Linked DNA regions of Capsicum annuum: region 1 is linked to region 2. A link is a contact called in public Hi-C data. All regions are on one chromosome and are shown on one strand. The core of a region is the stretch at or near the end of the contact, and the rest is flanking DNA. Distances in the headings are between cores, read along the strand shown. Region 1 overlaps LOC107858897 (copper-transporting ATPase RAN1). Region 2 overlaps LOC107858894 (V-type proton ATPase subunit F).

Region 1 (3,592 bases), core at 353-2,852, 140 kb before region 2:
AGCGGCTGTTGTTGTAGAGGGCCTTATAAAAATGGGCGTCAAACCAATCATGGTTACTGGTGATAATTGGAGAACAGCTCGTGCAGTTGCTAAGGAGGTTTGAAGCTTCATCCTTCTGATAAGAATTTTCTTCTGCACTTAAATATTAGTTTACAAACTGGGTATAGATAAATTGGTAACCTAACTTAAACTTTCAGAAGTTATCATTTGGGGTCCTTTCTTCAATTTCCTGTCCCCACTCCTCCAACCAGCTTGAAATCAGCTTTACCCGTCCAGAGATAAAATAAGAACAGTCTGAGGTTTTGTTCTACCTTTCTTTCTTTGACGCCACTGCATTGTGAACTATTTGGAACCACCGGAGTCAGACTTCCTGGTGTCATAGTGAGAACTCCAATTGCTGTTACCATTTTTTCTTTGAAAGAGATGATTTTCTTGTAGTAATTCGCAGCTTTCAGTTTGTCTTCCTTGAGTAGACTCGGGCTTTCAAGAAAATTCTGAGGGAGAGGGGGAGAGGGGTTTCTATATTCTTTCTAGGAGGGTTGGGGGTATGAGGATAATTGTGATAATATCCTGTCAGATGTGGTGAGATAGTTTCTTATTCTTATCTTTTGTGTTTGTTATTATGTTATTGGTTCTAAGCCGGGGGTCTATTGGAAACAGCCTCTCTACTTCACCTGAGGTAGTGGTATGGTCTGCGTACACTCTACCCTCCCCAGACCCCACTCCACTATGTGGGAATACACTGGGTATGTTGTTGTTGATCCTGTCAGATGCAGTAAGGCTGTTGCTTGAAGAGGGGATGGATAGATGTAGTACTGTTAAACTTTGTTAATGCAATTTACTGTGTAGTGTTAAGACTCTCCGCCAAATCTGGGCATACACATGACCCCTTTGGATGCCGTTTTGAACTGCAGGTCGGCATTCAGGACGTTAGAGCAGAGGTATTGCCAGCAGGAAAAGCTGAGGTCGTCCGTTCATTTCAAAAGGGTGGCAGTGTAGTTGCTATGGTAGGTGATGGGATCAATGATTCACCTGCATTAGCTGCTGCTGATGTTGGTATGGCAATTGGAGCTGGAACCGACATTGCAATAGAAGCTGCTGAATATGTGTTAATGAGGAGCAACTTGGAGGATGTCATCATTGCCATAGACCTCTCGAGAAAGACATTTGCACGGATTAGGTGGAACTACATCTTCGCCATGGCATACAATGTGATTGCCATCCCCGTGGCTGCCGGGGTTTTCTTTCCTTTGCTAAAGCTTGGGTTGCCACCATGGGTGGCTGGTGCATGCATGGCAATGTCATCTGTAAGTGTTGTATGTTCATCTCTGTATCTAAAGAGGTACAAGAAGCCCAGACTTACCACTATATTGGAAATAACTATAGAATAGGAATGAGGGCAAAGTATGAACAGCCAAAAAACAAAAAAAACAGTAGGCATTAGGATCAACTCGGATTTGTGTATTCCTTAACCTTTTTCTTCTTTTTGGTTTCATACATGGGGTGAATTTTCCACCCTTTCAATGTAAATGCTGCCTGTTTGTAAGTTCTCTCTGAAAGAGCATTTCTTTTTATGAGCTTTAACTTCTATACTGTTGAGGTGTAAGAGAACTTTTACACTATCGGGTCAGCTCATAATATATCTAGTACAGTAATGTTAATCACAGCCTGTATGAGCAAACTATCTTTGCAATACCAGCTTTACACAAAAAAAGATTTCATATTGCATGCCAATACGCTCATGACACCCATTTATTGAATTGTCAAATGAGCTTAAAAGTGTGTGAGTAACGTAAAATGAATTTTGTCCAGGCACTATTTTGCTCTCAACCTCTATGGGGTAGGGGAGATTTGCGTACGCTCTATCCTTCCTATAGCTCACCTTTGAGATTACACTGGCCACTGGATTGTTATTGCTGTTCAAACTCTTCACCTCTTGTATTGATAAACAGCTCTAAAAAAAGAAAATATTTCTTACATATCCAACATCTCGACAAATCCAGTTCAAATAAGGCATTGCTCAAACGATGGGAGTTGCTTTGAAGTTGCATGAATGATTAAATAGGCCAACCAAGGCAGGTGCATTAGTAACAAATAGTTGAGCACACACCTAACCAAAAAAAATTCTTCTGTTTTTAATGTAAATAGGAAAATATTTTCTAAAAACATTTTTATATATTTAACATAAAACAATGAGAACGAATAGGATAAGAGGGGTGGAAAAGAATTTTTTTTTGAAAATTTTTTAAAAAATAATTTTTGGGGGGTTGGGGTAGGGGTGGGATATGAATTTTTTTTTGGAATTTCTTTAAAAAATAATTTATTTATTTTTTTTACTTTTTTTGGGGTGTGTGGGTGTGTGGGTGGGTGGGGAGGGGGTTAAGGTAGATGGTAGGAGGTGAGGTAAGATTTTTTTAAAAATAAATTTTAAAATTTAAAAAATATTTTACATTTTTTTGTGGGAGAGGAGAGGTAGCCTTGTGTGTAAGCACAACAATGAACCACGGCGAATCCTCAGACGACTGGGTTAACTGGAGCTTAGATAAAGCAATAGACAGAAGAGAAAGAATTAATCTGTCTTTATAAATTAACTTTCCTCGCATCAAAGCTTTCCGAATCTCTTGATTTATGAAGAAAGAAAAGGCTTGTTATGTACCTACTAGTATGTCAGGAACCAACTAATCATGAAAAAGTCTTCGCAACAGAAGTGAATCGAGGAGCTGATAAGTCATCAATTTGACGACTTGTTGGCACTTTTTAAATTTAAATTATCCTGTTTTTTCATTGATTTGGTGTTATTCTCATGTATAATGCTCATTTGTGCTGATGATCAAGTCATTCAAGTCAATGGGAGGTCAAATATAAGAAAAAGGAGCATTAAAGTTCACAGGGACGTGTCGGGAGGCCATCGTACACGTGGTGCGCAGGTGGCCAAAATGGCCCAACCAGTGTTATCTGCGCCCAAGGTGTGCCCCATCTGTGCCTAGGATGCTCCCAATGTACTTTGAATCTGCTCAAGTAGATCAACAGTGCGGTTATATTTTCGTAATATCTAAAAAACGAAAATTTGGGATCAAAAAGGGGGTTTAAGCTCATTTCTCCCATTATTGAACTATTGTTGAACTATTCTTGAGCTAAGAAACATTAGAGTGATTTTCAGGTGAAGGATTAGTAGTTTTTATTGAAGATTTATTGAAACTAAAGCTTGAATATTGTATTCGCTTTACTTTCTATGGATCAGTTTGAAGAAAATTTGGTTAAATCTCTATTTTCTCTCTATATGAGTAGCTAATTCTTCATCTTGGGGTTATGCTTGAATAGGTTGTGATTAGTACATGAGTTTTGCTTATTTGTCTTCCTAATTAGGTATTTGCTACGTGTTTTGCATTCATTCCATGTTTTAACTAAAAATTAGGGATTGCAAACCTCAATTACCTTTGAGTCCATATCATCCTTGACAGAGGGGATATAGGTGAAGAGTGAGTGTAAACAATAACTTGAATTAGTTCATTTAAAGCATCTCTTAGACATAAGAATATTAATTGAGGCCATAGATTGGTGGAATTGTTACACTTATGAGGTGTTCGACAGA
Region 2 (3,820 bases), core at 220-2,719:
TAATAAAAAAGTTAAGAAATATTTATAAATCACATTACAGTAAATATTTTTATGTATTATATATTTTTAAAATTAAAGAAATGTAATATCGGATTGGTTCGGATTGATTTGACTCTTTTTAGTTTAAACCAAACTAAATCAATTATAATCGATTTTTTTATTTCAAAACTAAATCATTAATCGAATTTTTTTCCAATTTCATTCAATTTACGATTTGGTTTGATTTTCGATTTGCTTTGTTCAGCCTATCGTTTACTATCAAATGAATGGGTTGCGTGTCAATGTAAATGGTCAACCATTAGATAACAAAATCATATAATATATGCTATGAGTACTTGTTAATCATTTTCACTAAATAAAAATTAATGTTAGACAAATTATTAGTAAGTCTATCGCAATCTTCAAGTAGCACATGCACCTTTCATTACAACGCGGAGATAATTAAGGATGGTTAATTAGTTCTAAACAAGTAAATACAAGACATGTATTTTGTGGGCTTTTGAAATTGTACTTAGTTCAACAATACGTGTTTTAAATTTAATTTATAAGTAGAGAAGAAGTTCAAATTTAGTTAAATTCTATGAAATGGTTCAAAATTACCCTCTATTAATAGTTCGAGTCAAATGAGTTAATATTACTAACTTTGTTCAATTATGTTCTTATTCACCAACAACGAAAGTTGCACAATATATGAGCTTGTTTTATAAGTGAATAGGGTCAAATTTGAACTGAAACTATACAAAATGATTCAAATTTTCTTTTTGAACTTTGCAAAATTATGCATCTCGTCTTTTTCAACCACGAATGTATCATGTTTTAAATCAATCAGCACAGTAACAATTGATTCTCTCAACTCTTGGCCCCGTTTGGCTATGAAAACATAATTTTCTGGAGTTAAAAATAGAGTTGGAATTGGAATTGGAGTTGGAGTTGGAGTTGTGTTTGACCGTAAATATAAATTAAAGTTGTTCCTGAAATTTTGTGAAAGAAGTGGGAGTGAAAAAAATGAAAATAAGTTTTTTTTTTGTTTTTACTTTTCCATTATATTTAGAATTTTCATGGTCAAACACTGTGATTTTAATTTTTTTTTCACTAAAATGAAATAATTTTTCGGAAAAAGGTGAAAAAATGTCAATGGCCAAACGGCTACTAAAAACATCATGGGAAGACCGGACCGTCGTTACTTCCCTTACCCCTCCACCACTTCAACACCCAACAATACTCAAAAAAAAACACACACACACACACAACAAAGTTCCACATAAAATTTTCATCTATTCTTTGAAATAATTATCATCATTCTCTCTGTTATATAAGTGCTCTAAAATAATACTCATAAGAAAAGTAGATGAATGACGTATTCACATATATCATAATCTATCCATGTTCTTTCCACGAAACATACCTTCATCAATATCTTTGGTCTTACTTAATCCCACCCCCAAGAAAACCAAAAAAAAATTAAAAATAATAGTCAACATCCAGGTTTAATTATTTATCCTACCTTTAACCAAAAGCCCCACTATATATACTATCTTGCTTAGGCTTCTCCCATTTCTTCACAACAAACAGAAGGAGCTAATATACCACTTGAATGGTCACAGCTCACAATAAAAAACCATGCAAAGCTCCAACCAAATGACAAGAACAACCTTAAACTGTGACACTACTACTACAACAACAACAACAACCTTAAGTCCTACAAACTCTTTGTGTAGTCATGAGCTAAGTCCTAAAAATGGTAGCATAAAGAAGCCAATTAGAAGAAGATCTCGAGCATCAAAGAAAACTCCAACCACACACCTCAATGCAGATGCCTCGAATTTTCGAGCTCTAGTGCAACAATTTACAGGATGTCACACTGCTAATACTTTCTTAGGAGCTCATAAAGGTCCAATAAATTTAAATTTTGGACTGGAGGAGAACGATGATTATGATGCAGATGATTCAACTACTCATGTGTCTTCATTTGGATATGACTGTTATAACTGCAATCCTAAGAGTAGCAAGGAGAATAAGGTGGCAAATATTATTGAAGAACAAAAGGGTATGTTATCAACTGATCAAAATGGAATATTTGGTTCAACTTCAACCACGAATTCTAGTAGTAGTCCAAGGATGGATATTTTGAGCTTAGATGATTTTGAATTGGAGAATCTGTGTCTATGTGATTTTACTGGAGATGATCAGTTAATTACTGATTCTACTGAAAACATTTGGGATCAAGATGGCTATCTTTTAATTTAGTGCATGGTTTATTCTTTTTTTCATTTTAACTTTTTTGCAAGAAGAAAAGAGTGGGAAAGATTTTGAGGATCAACAACTCAATTTTTCTTCCCATTTTTAATAGTCTTTTTTTTTTTTTTTTTTTTTTTCTCCATTTTAACTCTTTTGGAAGAAGAAAAGAATGGGAAAGATTTTGTTGAGGATCAACAACTCAATTTTTCTTCCCATTTTCAATAGTGTTTTTTCTCTTCTTGGATTTGTAAGTACCGAGTTAAAAGAAAATGTTATTCATGTATATATTAAATTTATCCTATTTGACGTCATCATCAAATTGTGATATCAGTATCATATCTTGATTTAATGTGATTTCTGAGTTTTTAATTAGTCATAGACTCATGAGTCGTGCCCATGTCTTGTTTTGTTTCTCTTTAGAGTTATTTTATTTGTGTACACATCTTAAGTTCTTAAATATCTATACATAACTTTAGTCAAAAACAAGCAGCTCAATTAAATCCACAAAACGATTTTATGTCCCAAAAACTTTAGGTGTATTTTGTTTTGTATAAATAACATAAATACCAACTTTTAATTAACAGAAGGGTCAGAATGAAGCTAATTTGTTAGTTCAGGAGCCAATGTGAGTCCAAAATAACTTTTAATTCCGTGTAAGAAGAGAATCAATTGTTTTGCTCAAGTGCATCTGAATCTACAGGATGCATCTCATTTTTTTCCAACCACCATGGTGGTGACTGAATCAGCTTGTAGTAAATAAAGATTGGTACCAAAAAAGAAAACTCGATAATTTCATCGAATACATGCCATCTCTTAAAAATACGTATCAGATTAGAGATTACTCTGTCCACCGAAGGTAAAACATGAAAAGAAATCAGCTAGTGTTTTTACCTCTATAAAAATTTGGACTTAAGACCTTATGATTCTCAACATTTCATTGATCATTAGACCACACCCTGCACAAGATGCGCCTCGCTGTAGTAAATATTCTTGCTTTTTAACTTCTTTTTATGTGTGACTGTAGGTGAGGAAGCGGGGGGGCGGGGGGAGGCGTTTGTCACTTTTTAGCACAAAGTAACAAGTTGTCACTTACAGAAGTGAGTAGTTGACTCAACCAAAAACAAGAGTACATTCTTTAGCTAGCAAGAAATTTGCACAATCACTGTGAGATCAAAAAGCAGAAAATTGATGCATTCCCCATATTCTACTCGATTCCTCTTCAAGAACAATCATCCATAATATCAATTGAACCTCCCAAAGAACAGAAGCCAACGGCAACTGACTTATTTGCAACAAGTTGTTCACTCACAGTCGCACTTTTAACTTATACAACTTCTTGATCAACACTCGAGAACAACAAAAATCGCTTAAATATCTAAAAAAGATTACAAAATGAATACCTCTTGATAGAGTGGCGACATAATACAAATATCAAGATATTATGAAACATTGGGGCATATAGAAACATTACTTCAACATTAACGCCTATCGGAGGCCACTGATTCAGTAGAGAAGAGATACTTCACTCGTGATAGAACAGAATCATGGGCAGGATCATATGGATGGTCCTTTGAAGGAATCT

What was found. Hi-C and Micro-C count contacts between places; a contact is called where the count stands out from the background.
Region 1: a contact with region 2 is called in a Hi-C map of placenta, with 4 times the contacts expected there. The contact joins two enhancer-like sites. A contact is called at or near these places in 2 of 5 Hi-C or Micro-C datasets (leaf and placenta).

Annotation. Positions count from the first base shown.
Region 1 is chr2:105,542,476-105,546,067 of UCD10Xv1.1, reverse strand. It overlaps LOC107858897 (copper-transporting ATPase RAN1), which reads left to right. Exons shown (of 9, transcript XM_016703701.2): 8 at 1-97; 9 at 915-1,590. The coding sequence ends at 1,391. Among protein-coding and RNA genes, the nearest start is that of LOC107858897, 9.6 kb to the left of the region's middle. Within about 2 kb of position 1,602, at least 4 of the 5 cell types and tissues checked have an H3K27ac peak or open chromatin away from gene starts, as enhancers often do.
Region 2 is chr2:105,401,825-105,405,644 of UCD10Xv1.1, reverse strand. LOC107858894 (V-type proton ATPase subunit F) reads right to left here. Exons shown (of 5, transcript XM_016703699.2): 5 at 3,404-3,820. The coding sequence ends at 3,717. Among protein-coding and RNA genes, the nearest start is that of LOC107858894, 9.0 kb to the right of the region's middle. Within about 2 kb of position 1,469, at least 3 of the 5 cell types and tissues checked have an H3K27ac peak or open chromatin away from gene starts, as enhancers often do.